Regions from separate parts of the Sus scrofa genome. Here region 1 is linked to region 2. A link is a contact called in public Hi-C data. All regions are on one chromosome and are shown on one strand. Each heading gives the region's core, a stretch centred on a gene start, on an enhancer-like site or on the middle of the called end of the contact. The rest is flanking DNA. Distances are from core to core; before and after follow the strand shown.

What was found. A called contact is a pair of places that touch in the nucleus more often than the background predicts.
Region 1: a contact with region 2 is called in a Hi-C map of undifferentiated spermatogonia, with 1.8 times the contacts expected there. The contact joins two enhancer-like sites. A contact is called at or near these places in 6 of 47 Hi-C or Micro-C datasets (brain, embryonic fibroblasts, heart right ventricle and 3 more).

The regions. Positions count from the first base shown.
Region 1 is chr1:97,341,615-97,346,466 of Sscrofa11.1, forward strand. No RefSeq gene overlaps it. Among named protein-coding and RNA genes, the nearest start is that of SMAD2, 140 kb to the right of the region's middle. Within about 2 kb of position 1,302, at least 9 of the 83 cell types and tissues checked have an H3K27ac peak or open chromatin away from gene starts, as enhancers often do. A contact at or near this core is called in undifferentiated spermatogonia, where this site is marked.
Region 2 is chr1:97,196,846-97,201,846 of Sscrofa11.1, forward strand. No RefSeq gene overlaps it. Among named protein-coding and RNA genes, the nearest start is that of SMAD2, 280 kb to the right of the region's middle. Within about 2 kb of position 3,241, at least 3 of the 83 cell types and tissues checked have an H3K27ac peak or open chromatin away from gene starts, as enhancers often do. A contact at or near this core is called in undifferentiated spermatogonia, where this site is marked.

The sequences.
Region 1 (4,852 bases), core at 52-2,551, 140 kb after region 2:
AGTCAGAGCCCCACCCCCAAATCTGAGGAGCCCTCTTAACCCTAGTGGGCCTCGCTCTGTGCAGAGACAAATGGGGGGATGAAATCTCAGCTTAGCAGACCCCGTTTTTTTAAACTCAAATCCCATTTCCCTATTGACCCACAGGAACATCTTGGAGATCGTTAATCTTCATTTCTGATAGATTTTCTGTCAATATTTCCCTGTCTTGCCCCCACCCCAGCCTTTCCATCAAGTAGTTAATGAGCTGTAAACAAACACTTGGATGCACTGGGGGGTGGGGGGCGGTCTTCCAAGAAGCCTTTTGAATAGTGGATCAACCTTCATGACACAAATGGCAGCCTCTGGTTCTGCTAGAGGTGTACAAGTGTGTGGGGCTTTTGTTTTTGTGGGGGGTTTTTTTGTTTTTAGGGCCACACCCATGGCAAATGGAAGATCCCAGATTAGGAGTCAGAGCTGTAGTCACCAGCCTACATCACAGCCACGGCAACACTGGATGCCACCCGCATCTGAGACCTACACCACAGCTCACCACAACACCAGATCCTTTAACCCATTGAGCAAGGCCAGGGAGGGAATCCACGTCCTCATGGATACCAGTCCGGTTCTGTTACTGAGCCACAACAGGAACTCCTGCACAGGTGTGTTTAGTTTTTCTCACTTGGGGTCCCCAAGACTAATGAATTGAGGACAACCCCTCCCCTTCCTCAGGGAGGGTAACAACTACCCAACTTAAAGGCAGTGCTTTAACAAACCAAACTCCCCTCTCCTCTGCCTCTCACCACCCGGGACGCTCCTTGGACTTTCTCCTCCCTCCCTTCTCCCCCCCCCCCCCACCCCGCAGGCTGACGAGGAGCCAGCTGCTGCTCTGGGTTAAGGGTTCCAGAAGGAGGAGGCTAAAGTCAGAAGCACAAGGTAGGCGGGCTTACCTGGGATTGAGCCACGGAAGTTCCAACTTGCCCTTCCTGTGGGAAGAGTGGCCTGGGTGGGGCCCCTCGATGGTGTCCCGGGTGCCCGGGGGGCTCTGGTTTTGGAAGCTCCCATAGGTGACAGTGGACTGGAGAAATCGAGCTTGACTCCACAGTTTGGTTTCAGGTCACCCAGGGCATATCACAAAGACCACGTGAGGTGGGGGGGTCTCAGTTTTCTCCCCCCCTTCGATGGGGTGAGACATTCCTTCCCTGCCTACCTCCCAGGCGGTTCTGAGGATCCTGGAGCGCAAGATTTGGGAGCAGTCTAGAGGTGTCACAGATGTCTAAGAGGTGACCATCCCTCCCTCGCCCAGTCCCTCTGGCCCCAACACCCCCGGAGTCCCCATCTGTCCGCCCCACCCGCCAGAGCCCGGGAGTTTTCCTGCAGCCCGCCTGAATGTTAACACGCAGGGAAAACTTCAAGGAAAACATACAGCTGATAAAAATTTAATGCTATATGTAACAAAGCAGAATGAATATTTAATCCGTGCTTTTATGCGAAACCACATAACCAACTGGCCCCACGCGGCGGCGAGGGCGGCGCTGCTCTTCCCCGCTCGCGGCGCCCCGCGCCGGCACCGAAGCAGTTAAGCTGCTGGCAACAAGCAGCTCCTAATAAACACTCGGCTAATTCTGTAGGAAAAGCACTAATTAGAAAAGCAATAATAATCGGTGTAATTGCTCTAAATTACCCTCCTAACAGAGAACTCCGCTCGTAGCCGGCAACACAGCTGCCGCCGCCTACCCCGCTCCCCGCGTTCTCGGCCCCGCGCTCTGCTGCCCCCTGGTGGCCGCTGCGCGCCGCACCCTCCTGGCAGCGCGGAGCCATCAAGCAAACCCTGGCGCTCGGGCGCCTCCTGGTGACCAATTCGCCGCGTTGACCTGAGGACCGGCCAGCGGCTCGGGAACCCGGGCACCTCTCCTTGGACTTTCTCCTCCCGCCTCCTCTCTCCCATTGGACGGCTGACAAGGCGCCAACTTCACATTGGCTGGACGCCGGAAGAAAGAACGATATCAAAATAATAATGGAATGAGGGGCCCTCTAAAGAGTTCTCGGGATAGTGTGGATTTGGGGGATTGCTTTTGGGGAATGCGTTTGGAACAGACAAGCCCAAAGTGGGAGCTCAGGATTACAGGAGAAGATGCCTAGGAAGGCCAGGACATTTTCTGAGAGCCCAGTCCCACACAAGCCTTTGGAGAACCGTGGGTTGGAGGGCCTTCATTTGATCTGGCCTGAGATTAACGAGGGCACGATGGTTTATGAACCGTTGCAGAAGTTTCTAATTAGCCTCCCTTCTACCATCTGTGCCCCCCTCCCCAGCCCATCCTCCACCACGCAGCCACGTCCTGGTAAAACACGAGTCTCATCATGTCACTTCTCACTCAAAATCCCAGTGGCTCATCTCACTCAGAGTTAAAGCTGAGTCCTATCAGTGGCCCTCAAGACACTGCGTGCTCAGACCCCGCCCTCTTCCTCTCCTTTTCCACTCACTTCGTTCCAGCCATGTTGGCTCACTTGATAGTCACAAACGCCAAGCACAGTCCTACCTGGGCCCTCCCCTCTGCCTGCAGTGCCCTTTGCCCCCTTAGCCACAGAGCTGGTTCCAGCCCAGCTTTTCCATGGCTGCTCAATGCCCCTCTTCAGAGGCCTGTCCTGACCCCCATATCTAAAAGAACATCCCCATCATGCATCATCCCCTTACCCACCTTGGTTTCCTTCATAGAAATTCTTCATCTGACAAAATATATATCTGTTTATTTTTGTCTCCCTCACTGGACTGGAGGATCCATAAAAGCAGGCATTTTTCCTCTTGTTCATTCGTGTATCTTCGCATCTGAAAGAGTACCTGCCATATAACATGAGTTCAGTAAATGCTTGATAAATGCTAAATTATTAAAACATCAAACACCACAAAGAAATGAATTTCTAATGGTGGAATTTCAGACACTACAGGAATTGCTAATAGACACAACACAGTACGAGGCATGTAAGTGCTAGAAATGGTTTGTAGAATGATGGGCCTTCTTGATGTCTCTGTAAGCATCCTTTGTCTCTATCAGGTAAGTGGTTGCTTTAACCCCTTCCTTAGAAAAGCATTCAATATACAGTTACCAATTTATTGTTGTTGGATGGTTTGTTTGGCTGATTCTCTGACAGTGAGTATCTGGGGCAGGGGGTGGCAGGGTGGCACACCTGTTTTCTTCCCCCAGGCGAGGTTCAAGGAAGCACATACACAGTTGGCATCATCCCTCTTCCCAATGGTCTCTCTGGGCTTTAGGTGCCTAGACTAATTGTTCCTGGCCTAGCCAAATGGAAAATATAATTTCTAACTAATTAGCCCTGAGTTTGGTGCCCCTCATCATGTTACGGGACTGCCCCTCTCCCAAGAGAGGTGGGTTCCCCACCCACATGTGGCCAACATTTGACACTGCCTCTGTGGAGAGGGAGACAAAGGCCCCCAGCCTGGCCATTGTCTGCGCTCAGAGTTCATGGGCAGGCAGACACAAAAGCCTGATGAATTCTTCATGACCCTCTGAAAGGGTGGCTCCCTCAGCCCCCATCATGGACCACAGGTGAGCACTTGAATGGAAGAGAGAAGGACATGATCTTTTCAACCCACCAGTTCCCTCTCTCGAGTCTTTGAACAGAGTGCCCTGAACCTCCTTTGCCAGCCTCCTCACCTTGGAGATGCCAACCCTGCAGTTTAGCGGAAACTAGAATCTCCGCCATCAGGTCAAAGCAGGGTCACCCCAGCATCCAGAGGAATGCGCCTCCCTTCCACACCACAGATACTGCTGCTGAGAAAGGCTTCTGGGGCTCATGGGGTGAGACCCTGGCTCTTGGCAGGACTGTTACTTCCTCTGCTCTGGAAAGGGTCTGCAGAGAGAGATCTGCCCCTCCTTCCACAAGGAAAGTCCTGGGGAGAAAGCCTCCCCCAAGCTTCCTCTCCATCCCACAGGAGTCCTGCCCAGACTGGGCCTGAGCTCAAAGGGGTGCCCTCTTCCAGGGCACCCTCTGCCAGTGGATCCCAGGCGGTGTGAGGACTGCAGGTTTCAGCCCCGTTCTGACACTGAGGGTCCAAACCTCACTGCTTTCTGCCCTCAAATCACTCCCTCACCCAAGATGTCCTTGAAGGGAAGAGGCGACAGTTCTCTGGCCAAGTCCTTTATCCAGTAACAAGTGGAGAGAGGAAGGACGATGCTGGGGGAGGGGCTGGATTTGAATTAATGAGCTATGTACTTTCCTTACCCCATAATCCACAGCATTTGATGCAGCGGCCAATTTAACTTAGTGGTGGGATAATTTGTCATGAGGTTGTTAGGCTGGAGAAACTGGGGTGGGATGAGAAAGGGTGGGCAAAGCAGGGCCAAACAGAACAGGGGGCTCTCCCAAGCGCCCCTTAGAAATCTTCCCTGGGGAGGCCCACTCCATGGACCAGGAGCCCAAGGGCAGGGCTCCTCAGGGGCAGAGCTAGGATAGGATCAGGGAGGGAGGGGCCCAGCCTTTGCTTACCTCTCCTCTGAGGACAGGGGGATGTCTGTGAAATTCCCCAAGGACCGGGACCTGCGTGCTTTGTACAGATTTATTGGGTCTATATAATCGAGGGAACATGGATGGATGGATGGAAGGATGGATGGATCCAGGGATCAATTTGAGCTCCACCCAAAGTGTCTACGCAGCTCATAATGGGACAGAACCAGGACATCTGGCCTCATTTCTGTGTCCCAGCCACATGCTTCCCTTAGAGCCAAAAATTAGAGGACCCAGAGTTAGATGGTTCTAAAAAGGAAATTCATTTTCAGGTGGGCTGGGTGACCACAGGTCCTGGTTTGCCCAGACAGCTGTCCCAGTTTCTACCTGTGTCCCAGCATTAATAATTACT
Region 2 (5,001 bases), core at 1,991-4,490:
TCGCTTGTAACAAGATTGCGATTAGTGTTATAGTGCACAGGTTTCTGGGGAATAGTCTGCTCTCCTGGAGGCTGGTCTGGTATCAGCCTTGGTCAATCCAGGTGTGTGCTGTGTGGTCCAGCTGTCTCCCATCAGGCTCACCTAGTTTGGTGACATGTGTTCCCAACACCCGCTCCTCCTTCCCTGGGTCCTGTCCTCATCTCATTCCTCCTCCCTATTCCCAGATCCCCCACCTGTCGTATCCTTTCTGTTTCACTGGATGCAGGAACCCATCCATGTCAAGGTGGCTGGGACTTAATCTACCATCCCCTCCCTGGAGATCTGGATTAAGATTGTTAGAACCAGAGGTCTTTAGGGCTTCTTACTAATCAGAATTGACATGGATTTTGATCAGGGACAGAGAACTTGCTAGAAGCTTCTCAGGACCATCAATTCCCCTGAAGAGTTTTCAAGAGTAGGAAATGTGTATTTCAAACAGGGAAAATAAAATGCTTACCCACCCAAAGGAAGTCGCCAACAGTGGAATTTCCAGGAAGCATCAGGAGAGAGAAAATATTTGAGCCAGTGGGTGGGGCCAGACTCAGGAGATAGGGCTCTCAAATCCCTCTGTTAAGGGAGCCACTTTTCTGGCCAGACTTTGTTCACAAAGGTCTAGGAACCCTGAGTTCCTCACAGAATCACACAGCAAATGTCCAGCCCATCCAGATCACCTGGATGTCAGGAGAAGCTCAGATACCCTGACTCTTCTGGTTCAGGGCTAGCTCCCTGCTCACCCCAAGAAGCCAGCGCAAGAGTCTAAGGCTAATAGTCTGGGTACCTCACAACTAACTCCTTCAAAGTCCGTATAAATGTTGTCTCCAGGGGATTTCTTATAAGGAAGATCAGACATTAGCTTCAACCACTGTCGGCATGAGCATCACCACAAAACCCACCATGTCTACCATCATTACTCATCACCACCACCACCAACACCACAATTGCCACCACCAGCACTGACACAATCATCACCAACCACAACCAACACCACAATCACACAATCATCAACACAATCCTCACCACTACCCCACCAGTTCCAGGACTGGGCTTAAGTCAGAGTCCAGGAATTTCTTAGGTGTAGGACCTTCTGAAACCTATTTTATCTTTTTGTCTTTTTTAAGGGCTGCACTCGTGACATATGGAGGTTCTCAGGCTAGGGGTCGAATCCGAACTGTAGTTGCCAGGCTGCACCACAGCCACATCGATGTCAGATCTGAGCCGCATCTGCAGCCTACACCACAGTTCATGGCAATGCTGGATCCTTGACCCACCGAGTGAGGCCAGGGATTGAACCCACAACCTCATGGTTCCTAGTCGGATTCGTTTCTGCTGTGCCATAATGGGAACTCCTGAAACATATTTTAAACTGAGTCTCAGTGTCCTGATAACACTAACTTCTGGAGTCATGAGGATTAGAAGCAATATATGCCAGTAACACCAGCAGTCACCATATCTATGATAGCTACTATTAGAAGGGTGCATAGGTCAAGAGAAGATGAAATTAATTGTTTAATAGTTAATCATTTTAAGGGAAAAAGACAATTTCTTACCCCAGCATTTGGGGACTCTTTGCCAGCTGGAGAAAAGAATGCACATCCAGTGGCGTCCACCCCTTGGCCCTGCCCTGTCCTGCCAGAGTGAGCGACTGGATTGTTTCCTCCCTTGGTTCTGTTTCCTCCAGCCCCAGGGGACACACTGTTAGGGAAATAGTGAATTTGCTGGAGGAGATGCCTCTATTCTTTTTGCATCACTTGTTGTAACAAATATGCACAAGATGACAGCCAGAACCTACCCTGCCAAATTTCAGGAGCCCCGGGGCATTTTGAATAGAGAGATGCCAAAAGTTAGAGTCCATCCAGCTCCCTCTAACTCTTGTATCATCTTGGGAACTTGCTGGTTGACACTGACCTGGGGAGTGAGGAGTCCCAGTCAGGCAGTCCCGTTGGGTGGCCTTCTGCCTGCCTTCCGCCTTCCTTCCCTCTCTCTCTCTCTCCTTCCTCTCTTCCTTCCTTCCTTGTCATTCGTCACAAACCACTGCTGTGTCCACAGTGGTCCTGTCCACAGGCTCCCTCTCACTCTGAGGCATGAGCAATGGCACCTCTGCCCCCCGCGAACCCCTCCACCCCCACCCCGTCCTCCGGGAGGGCACAGCTCTTGGCAGACGATCAGTGATGACCTGCCGGAGGCACCACTCCGCATGCATGCCAAACACCATCTCCTCTCTCCCTCCCGGCATGCCAGGCTCCTCTGACAAGGAAGGGTAAAGACCCTCCAGGGTTCTCAAGAACATCAATATGTTTTGTATTTAATGTGCTGGCTCTGTTACAGCAAATTAAAGTGAGGGGGCCTGGTGGAAGGGAACACAGCCCGCCGTTCCTCTGTCCCTTGTTGAGCAGGAGGCTGTGGAAACGGCACTCCAGTGTGGGAAGGAGCGCGCACTACACTCCCCTGCAGAACAGAGCAGACATTAGACAAAGCCCCGAGTCTTAATGGGACGCATCCGGCAAACATCTGAGCTTGGGCCTTCAATCACAAACGCTGCAGGATTTAAAAATGAATAAACTTCACATTGTGTTTCTCTTATTTATCCTTTATGCAAATTGTCCCTGGGAGGACCCATTACGTGCACTGCATGGGGACAGCCGAGGCCGGCTCCAGGCTTGAAGGACCACTTGCAAGCAATTCCTGGAACGCCAGGCCCATCCTAGTGCTTTACAGAGGGAGAGACAGTGATCATAAAAGGGAAATAAACAGATTCCGAGTGGTTGGCTCGGGCGGAAAGTACAGGCACGCGAATGCGTGCGCGCACGCGCACACACACAATAACACATGGACGACATTCAAATCGCACCTCTGACAGGAGCAAGGGCCTCTGTGTGGAGAGGGCGCGTCATCTCCCCAGTTCTTTGCTTCTGCTACTGATGGGTGAAGAGGAGCCGCTTGTGAGGCTGAGTGAAGAGGTGGGCAGGACAGTGAGGGGCTTCCATAGGGTGAAGTTTTGGTGGTGAGTGGGGGCTGGGACCCAGGCACTGTCCTAGCGCTGCCCCAGCGACACATGGCCCGTGGGCTCAAGGGGAGCTTCTCGGCTGAGGGGAGCTGGGGAGTGGTGGGTCAGGGAGTCGCGGCTGTGAGTCTGGACCAAGGAAGCCAAGAGGGACTGAAGTCAGGCCAGGGCAGCTCTAGTCCAAAAAGTAGAGGGCCAAGTCCAAGGACATTTTGGGGCTCTTGGAAGGAGGGCAGAAGAAAGTGAAAAATGAAAAAACCCGAGACTGCCATGGAAGAAGTTTCCCCACTCCCTGTTCCAACGGGAGCCATACTTGCTTGGTTTAGGACCTAGTTTCAGGCACCCGTAAGTGCTCACCCCACTTCTAGTGGCCTGTGTCTGCCCAGAGTCAGTCGTGTGGCCTCTGGGTCTAGATAACGGGCAGCAGGCCCCTGCTCCAGGCACAGGAGTGGGCACAGATTGGTGTGTGATGGATGCCTGTCAGCTCAGCAAATATCAGGTGAGCCCTGGCTCTCTAATGGGTCAAGCCAGCCGAGGAAGCTGGTTTGGGAAACAGTCTACCAGTCTGGCATAACAAGTGACTCAAAGCACACCAAACAAATGGCTCTGAAAAACAAACAGCCGATGCAGCCTGAAATGGGTCACCTGGTCCTCTGGGACCTCACCCTGGGTGGTGGACCACACAGCTCCTGAGAGCACGTGACCCCTGGATGCTTCTTTTCCTCCCAGGTCCCTCTTCTGTTTGTAGATTGGGTGGGCATTTTCTCTTCTTTAAGAGCATTGTGCATAGACAGACAGAACTCCCCTCGCTCCTCTCTCATTTCCACCTTCACTGTCATACCCAAGCTGTTACCACTGTGTGTGCCCTGGGGTCAGAAGAGCCACCACACTTCCAGCCTCCAAGATCAGAACCAGGAACTACAGTCTCCAATTTCCCCTGCCCTCCCACCTCCCACCCCCGGGGTCTAAGCAGTTGGCACATTCACCAGTGCTTTCTCCAAAGGGTCCCTGGGCTAATGCCTCATCTCCCCATCCTGGCTTCCACTCCCACTGCCAGCCCCTCATCACTCACTGGCTTCACTGCATGCAGCCTGGCTCTGGCGCCCCCTGCAGTCTTCCCCCAACAGGTTCACATGAGTTATGAGAAATAAAGCACATAGAACAGTGTCTGGCACAAAGCTAGTGTTCTAAGTGCTTTCAATGTATACATTAATTTAATCTCATAATAATATTTTAAGGTTGATATATGCCCATTTCACAGGTGGGGAAACTAAAGGGAGGAAAGGGTGATTAGTCTTTCCAGGCTCACACAGCTGATCAATGGAGGAACTACAATCTGAACCCAGTGCCTTCAAAGGTCACTACCAAGTTCTCATGTAGGCAGGCGACATCCAGAGAGGTACAAAAGGCTCTGAACGTGGGCACCTTTATCTAGGAAAAGCTCTGCTTTAATCTTAGTCATATATTGGCTTTCTCATTTTTTTAAAAAAGAATTTTTTTATTCTAAAATATATTGCTGGATTTATGTCAAGGAGTGTTCTGCCCATGTTTTCCTCTAGGGGTTTTAGAGTATCCAGTCTTACACTTAGGTCTCTAATCCATTTTTAAGTTTATTTCTCTATAGCATTTAGAGAATGTTCTAATTTCATCCTTTTACATATAGTGTCCAGTGTTCCCAGTGCCACTTATTGAAGAGACTTGTGTATTCTTACCTCCTTTGTCACAGATTGACTGTAGGTGTTTGAGCTTATTTCTGGACTCTCTTCTGTACCATTGATCTACATGTATGTTTTTGTTCCAGTACCACACTGTTTGGATTACTGTGGCTTTGTGGTATTGTCTGAGGTCTGGGAAAGTTATGCCTCTCCAGTTGCTTTGGCAGTTCTGGGTAATTTGCAGTTCCATATAAATTTTAGGATTGTTTTTTCTAGTTCTGTGAAAAATGTCCTGGGTCTCCTAGA